2 separate regions of the Columba livia genome follow, and region 1 is linked to region 2. Evidence: chromatin contacts called from public Hi-C data. All regions are on one chromosome and are shown on one strand. The core of a region is the stretch at or near the end of the contact, and the rest is flanking DNA. Distances in the headings are between cores, read along the strand shown.

The links. A called contact is a pair of places that touch in the nucleus more often than the background predicts.
Region 1: a contact with region 2 is called in a Hi-C map of crop, with 6 times the contacts expected there. The contact joins the promoter of TSC22D3 here to the enhancer-like site in region 2. A contact is called at or near these places in 2 of 2 Hi-C or Micro-C datasets (crop and liver).

What each region holds. Positions count from the first base shown.
Region 1 is chr12:20,904,562-20,910,019 of bColLiv1.pat.W.v2, reverse strand. TSC22D3 (TSC22 domain family member 3) reads left to right here and starts at 2,927. Exons shown (of 3, transcript XM_013367574.3): 1 at 2,927-3,376. The coding sequence starts at 3,054.
Region 2 is chr12:20,843,412-20,848,492 of bColLiv1.pat.W.v2, reverse strand. No RefSeq gene overlaps it. Among named protein-coding and RNA genes, the nearest start is that of FAAH2, 14 kb to the right of the region's middle. Within about 2 kb of position 3,457, at least 1 of the 3 cell types and tissues checked has an H3K27ac peak away from gene starts, as active enhancers do.

The sequences.
Region 1 (5,458 bases), core at 1,678-4,177, 62 kb before region 2:
GTGCCAGCTGTGACCGAGAGCCAGCAGTGCCTCTGCCTGTGTGCGGGGCGCAGGCTGCCTCGCTTGGTGCAGGGAGCAGCTGGATGCCCTTGAGAAAAGTGGGTGTGTGGAGCCGCAGGCAGCAATCAGCACTGTCCCAGTCCTGAGAACAGCAGGACCCAAAAAGGCCAGAGCTAAACATAGGAAACCTACTTTTCAGCTGTCGCCTCCGACAGCGGGGCTGTCTGCCTGCTTCTGGCTGATCGCCTCCTCCCAGCACGTGGCTCCAGGATCTGGGGCTTTAGGGAGCACACCGTGGCTTGCAAGGCTCACAGGCAAGAATGTTGCAGCCCATGACACTGCCAGCTGTGGATGAGGAGCAAGGAGCTGATGGCTGAGAAGTAGCAGGGCTGGTGTGGGGCAGCATGGCAAGTGTGCTGGCCTTGGGGCTGCCCCGAGTGGCGGCTCCCAGGGCTGCTGGAGGTGCCACGGGCCAGCAGCCACAGCCAAAGGGCAGAAGGAGCCTGCAGGAGTCGGCAACCTGCACCCCAGCCTCCTGCCAGGAGGAAGACGGTGATGTGACCTGCTGAAAATAGCAGCAGCCCCGAAACTCTGCAGGACACGCTGTCTGGGCGGCAGCCACGGGAAAAAGCCGCGGCCGCGGGCCAGCGCCGGGAGCTCCGTGCGGAGCCGGGCAGGGCCCCCCCGGGACAGGCAGGACACACGGCCTCGGTCCCGGCGGAGGGGCAGAGCCGGAGGGGCTGGCGGGGGTGCCAGGCAGGGCGGCGTGTCCTACCCGCTGTGCCCACGGGATGGCAGCAGCCTCCCGTGACTCCCGCTGGGTGCCCACCCCACACCCCGCCCCGAGACCCGCTGGAGGGCACAGCTCTGCCCGGGCCGCGGCCCCGCGGCTGGGGGGCACTGGGCCGACCCCCGTCCCCAGCTTACGGGGGATGGAAGGGAAGAAACCTCAGCGCCCTCTTGCTTCCGTGGGCCTTGGCAGCAGTGGGGTCACCCAGGGACACCCCGCCAGCCCGGTTGTCAGGCTGTGCTGGTGCTGCGCGCACACCCGGTGCAGGGCAGATCGGCAAGACCCGGATCCCCCTCCCTCCCGTGGGGCTCAGCCCCTCGGCGACCACTGGAAGGAGTGAGGAAGCACCTCAAAGGAGTCCTCAGCATCCACCAGTGCCATGGAGAGAGGGAATAACTCTGTGGCAGGTTGTGGGTTATCTGTCCTTCAGGAATTCGCTTGATTTGCAGGGCTGCTGGTCACCCCCACCCACCCCTGGGCCCCCTGCTAGTGCCACCTTCACTGGCGGGGCAAAATCCAGACCCATCTCCGGGACTGATGGATTGGCATGAAATGAAAAGTGCTGCCCAGAGTTCTCCTTGGCCACTTTTAGAGCTGTTTATCTGAGGCAGACAGTGTCTTGTGCCTTCCTGGTTTACTAATGGACTGGAAAGTACTTCATTCTCATGTGATGTGAATGCATCTTCCTCTTTCTTGCCAAATAGGGAACAGAAATGTTTATTGGGGACTTCAGCCTTTTCTTCAGCAGTATTAGCTGCCTTATTAACGTTTCATGCGAGCGCTGCTCTGCTGCCAGGATCCCTACTGTCCTGGTGCTTTTTGTGGTTTTGCCCTGCTGGATTTTGACCTGGTTTATCTCTTATCAATTCTGTGGACTTCAGATCCGCTGCTGTCCTCCGATTGCTGCTTTCTGCCGCTCCTTTTATCAATCCATTCGCAATTCTTCCATACAGACTTCCTCCCGCTGCCTCCAGTTCCCCTCCTACCCATGGTGGGCTTTTAAAAGCCTGTACGCTCCTTCCCTCGGGCAGCTCATCTGCCTTCAGATCCTTGGCCAACCCTTCTCAGCAGCTCCCAGCTGCTTTGTCCAGATGTTTTCCTCCCTGAAAGGGTGAGGGTTCTCCCAGCTGGCTTGGAGGATTCACTGATTGACAATGATGGCAGCTCAGCCCCACTTCCACCACACACATCATCCACTCTCTCTTATTTTGTTCCTGTGTGTCCTCCTAAGCTGGGACCTCAGTGGCCTGCCATTCCTCATCCCCGGTGTCACAGCCCCACATCTCTGACAGTTTTGCCCTGTGTCCCAGCACCATCAGGACAGCACAGTGTGTCCCAACTGCTCTTTGCCAGCCCACAGAGATCAGTGCAGCTCACTGATAGGAGAGATGCTCCCACGGGGGTGCAGGAGTGCCGACAAAGTCACTTTTTTCCCCCCTGCAGAAATTTCCATTTCCCCTTGCATACTCCAGAGCCCCCAGCACCCTGCAAGCAAATCAAAACTTCTCCGCACATCCTTGGCCACCCTGGCTTTTTACGCACATGTTCCACCTGTGCCTTTTTTCATCTCTGAGTTAAGCGGCTCCCAGTCACAGCGGTGACGCTGCGTCACTCTGGAATTTTCTGCCATCCTGGGCTCTTTTCTTCCCCTTTTCCCTCTTTTCTGCCTCTGCTCCGGAGCCACGTGGGCTTTTGCGTGCCCATGCCGAAGCCTCAGGGGCTGATGCTGCGGCCACCCTCCAGCCTCCCTGAGCCCCTCTGCTCCCTCCCCAGGAGGCACAGAGTGGAGCGGGGGTCCCGGTCAGGGGAGGGGGCACCGTGGCCGCTTGCTACCCCCTTGCCACCCTCTCCCGGGCCACCCCTTGTCGCCAGGTCGGGGGGGCGCGCACCCCGCAGAGGGCCCGTGGCTGGCCCAGGGCTGCCGAGGGCAGGGAGGGGGCAGGAAGCACCGCGGGGACCCACGCGTGGGCTGTGCCGGGCTGCCGGGGGCAGGACGGGCGAGGGGGCGGGTGCCCGCCGGGGGCCGGCGGCGGCGGGGCGGGGTGCGGCGGCGGGCGGCCCGTGCGCCCGGAGCCGCCGTTACCAATCAGCGCGGCGGAGCCGGGGCGGGCGGCGGAGCCGGGGCGGGCGGGGCGGGCGCGCAGCCGGGGGGGCGGGCGGGCGCGGCGCTCGGCACCGGGCGCGTCCTGCCGCCGCTCGCCCTCCGCGGCCCGGGAGTGGCCCCGGTTGCGCCGCCGTGGCCGCGCGCGGGGGGGATCCCGGGATGTCCTCGTCGCCCGTGGAGGAGTGCCGGTCGCCCGTGGGGCTGGACTGCTGCAGCTGCTGCCTGGACTTGGCCAACCGGAGCGGGCTGGAGGAGGGGGCCGGGGGAGAGAACAACAACCTGGGCAGCCCCACCGTCAGCAGCTTCCGGCAGCTGCAGGAGCAGCTGGTCCGCAAGAACCTCAACACCGACAAGCTGAGCTCCATCATGCGCCAGGACTCGCTGGAGCCCGTCGTGCGGGACCCCTGCTACCTCTTCAACGAGGGCATCTGCAACAGGAACATCGACCAGACCCTCCTCTCCATCCTCCTGCTCTTCCACAGGTGGGTGTCACCAACGGATGCCAAGGGGCTGCCCGTGTGCTGGATGCCCCTGGAGGTGGAGCCAGGCTGGCTGTGTGCTCGGGAGCTGGCAGGATGGGGGGTGAGATGTGTGGCCTGCAGCCCCCCAGGCTGGCAGGGGGAGGGGGACCTGTGTGACCCAGAGGCTGTGTACGGTGGCAGTGTTGGGGGATTCTAGGTGGGGAGGAGCATGAGTGGCTGCGTGTGGCAGGGACCCGAATCCACTCGCCATGGGTGGTGCCAACCCAGTCTGTGGGAGCAGGTCCAGGTGGATCGGACCTGTGGTGGCTGGCGGTGCCCCTCTGTTGGTGCCCTGTGTCTGTCCTGGCAGTGACAACAGCCTCCACTTGTGTGTCTTGGCCCCTGGACTCTGTGTTCATCTCCCTGGCTACATCTTACCCACACAGACACTGCCTGCAGGGGCATGGACAGTGTCCAGCGTCAAACAGGCATCATCATGTTAGTCCTGCATGGAGAGGGGCAGCTTGTTACTTGGGAAGCAGCTGTGCTGCCTCAGAAGCCACCTTCAGAGTTAGTGAGAAACTGGGTAGGGAGCCTGAGAGTCCTGCTGCTGGGTCTTGCTCTTTCAGCAGCTTCCCTGTCTCTGCCTGGAGTAAATTCAGTGGAGACAAATTTGGCCTGGGTGGTATTTCCCATCCCTGGAAAGTGACTCTGCCCTTGCCCAGCTGCTCCCTCTCGGCTCAGAGCAGGCTGCTCTGGATGGGGTTGCCTGCACCCAAGCAGTGGGATGTGCTCATAGCTGGTCCCATTCACTTGCCAGAGGGCTGGGCTATACCCGTCCGAGGCTGGGGAGGGCTGGAGTGTGGGGAGCCGCCCTGCTCCCCTGCTCCGGAATTGCAAGCAGAGGAGGCTGAACGAGGGGTCCGTGAGGCTGCCACCCTCCAGGGTCCCCAGTCCTGATGAGGGGGACCCCAGGGGCAGGGAGGGGACAGAGCTGTCTCAGGTCCTGCACTGGCACCTCCAGCTCTGCGATGAGGCTGGACCTGGTGCACAGCACCCTGGAGGGCTGGAGACAACAGGGAGCAGCCTGTGCTGTGAGCTGGCAGGCTCAGGGCTCTCCAGCTTGGCTTTGACAAAGCTTAACTGAACCAGGGGATGCTGCAGGGTGGTAGCCCCCAGTGCTGCCTGTGGCTTCAGCAGATGGGACGCATTCCCCCTCCCAGGGCCGAGGGGACATGTGGCCCATCGGTGCATATGGAGGGCATCTGCGTGACTGGCAATGCAGGCAGCAGCTCTGGGGCTCATTCCTCAGCTGTGGGTGGGGTAGCGTGCAGGTGGGGCGCGTGGCAGCACCCACACTTTTGCAGACACCTCACCGCCCCCTCCCCTTTCTGCATGCACAGGCACCTGTAGGCGTGCTCCTGGGCCGTGCATGGGTGTGCAAGACACCCTTAGTGCCCTGCACCCAGCGCAGGGATGTGGGTGGGCTCACACGTGGCTGCCCCATGCATGCCAGCCACCATGCGTGCATGCCTCCTCGCCCCAGCCAGCGTCTCACACTAAGCGGGCTGCTCCTTCGGAGCCGTCCTCAGCGGAGACACTCTTTCTGCGCTTACATAATGCTGAGCTGCCGCTCAGGTGGGAAAGGAGGAGCCGGGACGCCTGCCAAGGCACCCAGCACCCGGCCTGGGCTCCCAGACGCACAGTGAGCAGTGAACCCACCCAGCCAGGAGGGAAATGGGAGCGAGAGATTTCCCTTCACTCCGGGAGGCTACAGCCACTTGGCACCATGGGCAGAGAGGGGAGGCGAGACACTGTCCCCAGTGCGAGCTGCTGGGGCTGGGTATGGGAGCCAAGCATCTGGGCTGCTTGCCCAAGGAAGGCGATGACAGTGCCCGTGGGTGAGAGGTGATGTGGGCATACCTCACTGCTTTCAAACACGTCCCTGCTGGGGCAGGACCCACGGTGCTCCTGGGGAGCATCAGTCTGCTCTGCTGAGGCAGGGAGCAAGGGTAAGTGCCAGGGGACTGGGGTTTCTCCCCATCTATGCCCTGCAGTGCCCAAGCCTGTCTTTCATGCCCTTGTGTGTGTTGTGGCTGGGGC
Region 2 (5,081 bases), core at 2,208-4,707:
GCAGACAGGGGTGTCACCACCAATTCTGCAGCTCTGCTGCTGCCAGCCCTGGTGTCAGGGGAATGGGCACAGGGGCACCAGGGTGGCAGTAGGAGCATCTCAAGGTAGAAGCAAAGAGAGGAAGAAAGGGAGAAAAGAAAGAAAAAGAAACAGAGAGAGAAAGTGAAAGAAGTGGAGCATCCTGCATCCCCAGCATCCTGTCCACAACAGGAGACTTGTGATGCCCCCATGTCTCCTGTCTCCACGCACTGCCTGACATCTGGCTTGGCTCCTTTGCCTGTTGATGGAGGAGGAACTCAAGCCCTTTCCCAGGCAGGTCTGTGCTGGAGCAATGAGTCTCTGATGAAACCTCCGGCCCCGACCATGCAGATCTACAGCGCCTGCGGGGCCATCACTGCACCCCAGAAGCACAAGGTCACCCTGCAGCCTGCTGAAAGGGAGTGCATCCCCACCCCTGTACCTGAGAGAAAGCCCAAATGCCTCCATGGTACAGCTTAATGTAGCGACAAATACCAATCACCCACACACATCGATCACCCAAGGGTTAATTAATTCCCTGTGCAGCACTTGCAACAAACCAAGCGGTGCTGATGGAGCCAAGCGACAAACACAAAGGCTTTGCATCAGGGTCCAAACTACTTTTCCAAGGGAATGTCCAGGACTTCTGTCACTAAGGTCCCTTTAAAGCAAGCTGGCCAAAGCACTGGGAAGTGTCCCAAAAACAGCCTGGGGGACCCAGAGAGGAGGGCCCCATGCTGCTCAAGGGCTTGCTGGGAGCATGGGGCACCCCAGCCATCCTGGGTACATGTGCATCCTCATGCTGGTGGCTTTCCACAGGAGGGTGTGGGGCAGACAGCCTTTGGAAAGGGTCATGTTGTGCCAGAGATCAGCTGCTGATGTACAAATGTTGCCCCAAATACCTGGATTTTCCTGCTGCCCAGGCAGCTGTGGATGCCACGCTTGCTCGTGGCTGTTGGCAGGGATGCACAGGGTTTCCAAACGCATGTTGCACTCCTTCGTCAGCACAGCCCTGGCCTCTTGGGGACACTTCGTGGAAAGCCATGTGTGATGTCAGGGTTTGAACACCCCTGCCTCGCAGGTGCCGGGGCTGTGGGGTGCAGCGCATGCCAAGCTGTGCCAGAGCAGAGGACACGTGTGGCACCGTGCACGGGCGCGCTGGCCAGCTCTGCTCCGCCTGGCATGACCCTCCACAGGACCAGACCAGCCCCTGGGGAAGCTTCAGCATCCATTTATCGAGAGCTTTGTCTGCATCTGCTGAGGACACAGCAGGATCGCAGGGCAGAAGAAATGAGCTGCAGCTCCAGGGCACTAGCTGGTCAAATTAAATTGAGTTTTAGCGTAATTACCATGCATCAGCCAGCACATGATGGAAAACACCCTTTTCATACTACAAACCTGCTTGTCTTTGAGATGTTTCCATTATGCCAGAAGACACATCGGTGCAGAGCTGGCCCAGGCAGCCTGGAGGGCCCAGGAAAGGTCACCAAGTGGCCCCAGGACACATGCAAACAGGACCAGCATCGCTGAAAAGCAAGTCCTTGGGACAGGGACCGTACCGGCGCAGGGCTCACCCCAACTTGTCCCATGTGCTTGGAAAGGGAAGGCTGATGAGCAGTTCATCACCAGGATACAAGAACGGCTCCACGGTGAGATCAGGGTGGCTGGGTCACCCTGGGAATGGTAGCACCCCAGCCCAGCCCTGCCACCATGTCCCAGGCAACCCAACCACCCCTCACCTTGACTTGTGCTCAGGACAGCCCTTGCACACCAGGGTTAATAGGGCCAGACAATGGCAGACAGGATGACGGCAAAGAGGTCTTTGCCTTGCTGGGGACAGTCCCCCAGCGTGGTCAGACGTGCCTGCTGGAGGAGTGGAAAATTCCTCTCACTGTGCGGGCACTCCCTGCAACCCCAGCACATCAGCTGTTGTCTCACAGGACCTGGCATGCCCCAGAGTGTTTATCAACACTGTTTCGCAAGGGCCATGGCACACGGTTTGGCAGGGGCATGCAAGCTGCTTGGGCAATCGGCTCTTGGGAAACAGTCCTGCAGCCTGGCCTGGGCAGTGAGTCACGGCTGGGTGTCCGGTGTGGGGCTGTCATTGAGGTGGCCATTGGCACCTGATGGCCATCCAGCATTTTCTCCTCCTGAACTCAAGGTACCGAGCTCCGAGCTTCGCTGCTGGCCCTCTCTCAGCTGCCCAGAGCCCTTCTCGGCGCTCCTCGCAGGCTGGCTCGTACACAGGGCTGGTCCTTCTTGCTGGGTACCCGTCACACAACTACCAGCCAGAAGACTAAGAGTTTAGCACCAGTCCCACCAGTTTCTTCAAACCTCCCTGCCTGCCCATTTCTAGCGTTGTTATCAGGCTGTTAAACTCTGCACACTGGGATGCTCCATCTCATGCAACTCAGCACACCCTTCACACGGGCACAAGAATGGGACAGTGCCAGTCTCCAAGGCGCTGTTCCACTCTTGGGTCCACAAAGCAGATCCCAGCTCCAGTATCCATTCCTGAGTCACATCTGCATCCAGAGCTCCCCATAGACCTCCAAAAACATCTCTTTGGCTTTGGTTTCGCTTGGCAGGGTTGTAAATGAACCCAGTATGCTGGTCCTCCTTGCTCAAAACATGCTGCCCTTCTCCATAGGGGAAATGGCTTGGGGGGAGTTATCCCACTCCCTCTGAGCAGTTTGGAGGAATCAGCAGGTGCAACACCATAAACATGATGACAGCACATCTGGCTGAGGGCTGCGTGCAGGCATGGCCTGGGCAGCAGCATGCTGCTCACGAGCTGACGCAGGCCAGCGGGGCCAGCCTGTCCCCAGTTAACTTCAGACGTGCAGAACTGGCACAAACAGTCCCCTCGGGTAGGGAAGGAAACGGGCACATCCCGGACAACGCTGGCTGGGCAGGACAGGGGACACGGAGCTACAAGCAGGCCAGCCCTGGAAACCAGTGTTAGCCCTGCCATTGCCCTGGCTGGTGCTGGAGGTGGCCCACCCTACCTCATGGTCTTGTGCATGGTCGTGATCAGCGGGTTGTCACCAGGAGGGTATTGAGAAGGCACAGTGTCAGCAATGGTGTTCTGACTGCTGGAGACGCCCTGGGGCCCAGGAAATTTCTTAACTGTTCCTGAAATCTTGAGATGCACCCTGAAGCCCTGCTCAAGTGGGAAAGGGGTAGCTGGTTCATGGGGTGGGTGGCAATCCCCCCAGGGGAAAGAAACAAAGCATGTGTCAGCCCCTCAAAGGGGCCGCAGCTCCCCTGGGCAGCTGGGCAGCAGCCTTCCCCAACAGCCTCCTTCGTAGTGGAGCTGGGGGTGCAGGGACCAAGGGGGGAAGTTCACAGAGAGGGGACCATCCGGAGAAGACAGGCAGGCTCCTAAAGTTAGCGTCACGCAGACCCTTCCCCAAACCTCCTGTCAGCCGGCGCAGCTGGAGCCGCGGCAGAGAGCAGCCTTCACGCACGCCAGCCAAGACGTTCGTCGGAGCAGAGGCATGCATAAACATTTTGTTTGATCAAGGACTCTGGGTGAACACAGTGTACTCTGGCTCCGTGCAGCGGGAACAGCTGCAGCCCTGCGGGGCAGGGGCCAGCGACGCTCAATAGAGGTGGCAGAGCGACCTCCTGTGGCACTGTCCCGGCTCCGGGGTGCTCAGCACCGTCACTGAGATGGCAGCAAGCCGAAAGCACCCGCCTGCCCCGTCCCACAGCTGTGCTCCAGAGGAAAGCTATCGCCCCGCTGCCGGCGGCTCTGCCTGCATCAGGAGGGCAGTGGCGGTGGTAACGCCATGCAGGACTTGGTTTGGCCCAGCCCTCGTGCGGGCGCGCTGGGCTGGGCATTGGGCTGGGAGAGCTTTGTCTGCAAACCCCACGGCTGCTCTGCCAGTCTGTCTGTGGTTGTGGCCCCATAGAAGCGTTTTACCCAGACCTCTGCCGCACCAGCTCAGCCCCAGGGGAGCATCCCCACAAAGACGACTCCCACCACGGTCACCACCGCCCTGCCCCATAGCAACAGCGTGCCCCACAGCTGGGCAGACCTGTACCATCCCGAGCCTCAGCTGCATTGTGAGGGCGGCACCAGCTGTGCCTGGCAGCTGGGACCCCACTGCTCTGGCCTGGTGGGTTGTTACGGGGTTTTCCTGCAGTGTCCACACATCTGGTGGACCTGTCGCGGTACACTGGAGTAGCAAGCTGGATAGCCCGGCAGCCTGGTAGCTAGCAAGAGTTCACCGCAGGAGAAGACAAGGACTTGGGAAGCCAAGGGGGAATGCCTCTTTCTGAGAGCTGTTAGCAGCAGTTAAAAAACAATGCAGTGAATAAATCAAATATTGACTTGTCTCAGTGGTGGCTCGCTCCAGTTTTTACTTCCGAGAGGGAAAGCAGCGCAGTGCGTGCCACCGTGCCCGGCTGCTGCTCGGCTCCTGGGCGCAGCTCCCGGCGAGCGCTGTTGGGAGCCATAACCGAGCCAGCAGACACGGCCCCCCCTTCTGCAGCAGCCCCTGAAGGGAGACAAAGCTGAAACAGCCCCTGAACCTTCAGACAGGCTTTCTGGGGAAAAACAGCCACTCTTTGTATCTCTAACTGGAACTAGAAATGGTGTCCCTGTGCCCACAGCTCCAGCAGGGCTGGGGCTTCCCTCCCCACACTGACGGCAGGGCCACCACTAACAGGGGGCTGCACTGTCCCCACCGGGACCTGACAGCGGTTCAGTGACAGCCAGGATGGCCAAAGCACTCCAGCATCACCATAAAGCGCAAGGTGTTGATGGCAAAACTTCTCCACCTCGTGGGGATTGCAGGGCAAGCACAGGCACCTGCTCACACCTGCAGCACTCACAAAGGTGAACAGCTTCCCAAATGGTCACAGAGAGCAAATGGACCACAAGGTGTCCCTGAGGGCTGTCCCATGCTGGAGCTCATTTATGTGTGCTCCTGCACAGATCAAGTCCATGTGAACAGGTGAAGTCCATCCGGGTGGCCTTTTCGTGTGAGGTGAGGAGAGGATGCTCCAGCAACTGCCTCTGCAGAGCAGCACCCTGTGCCCACCACAGGGCACCA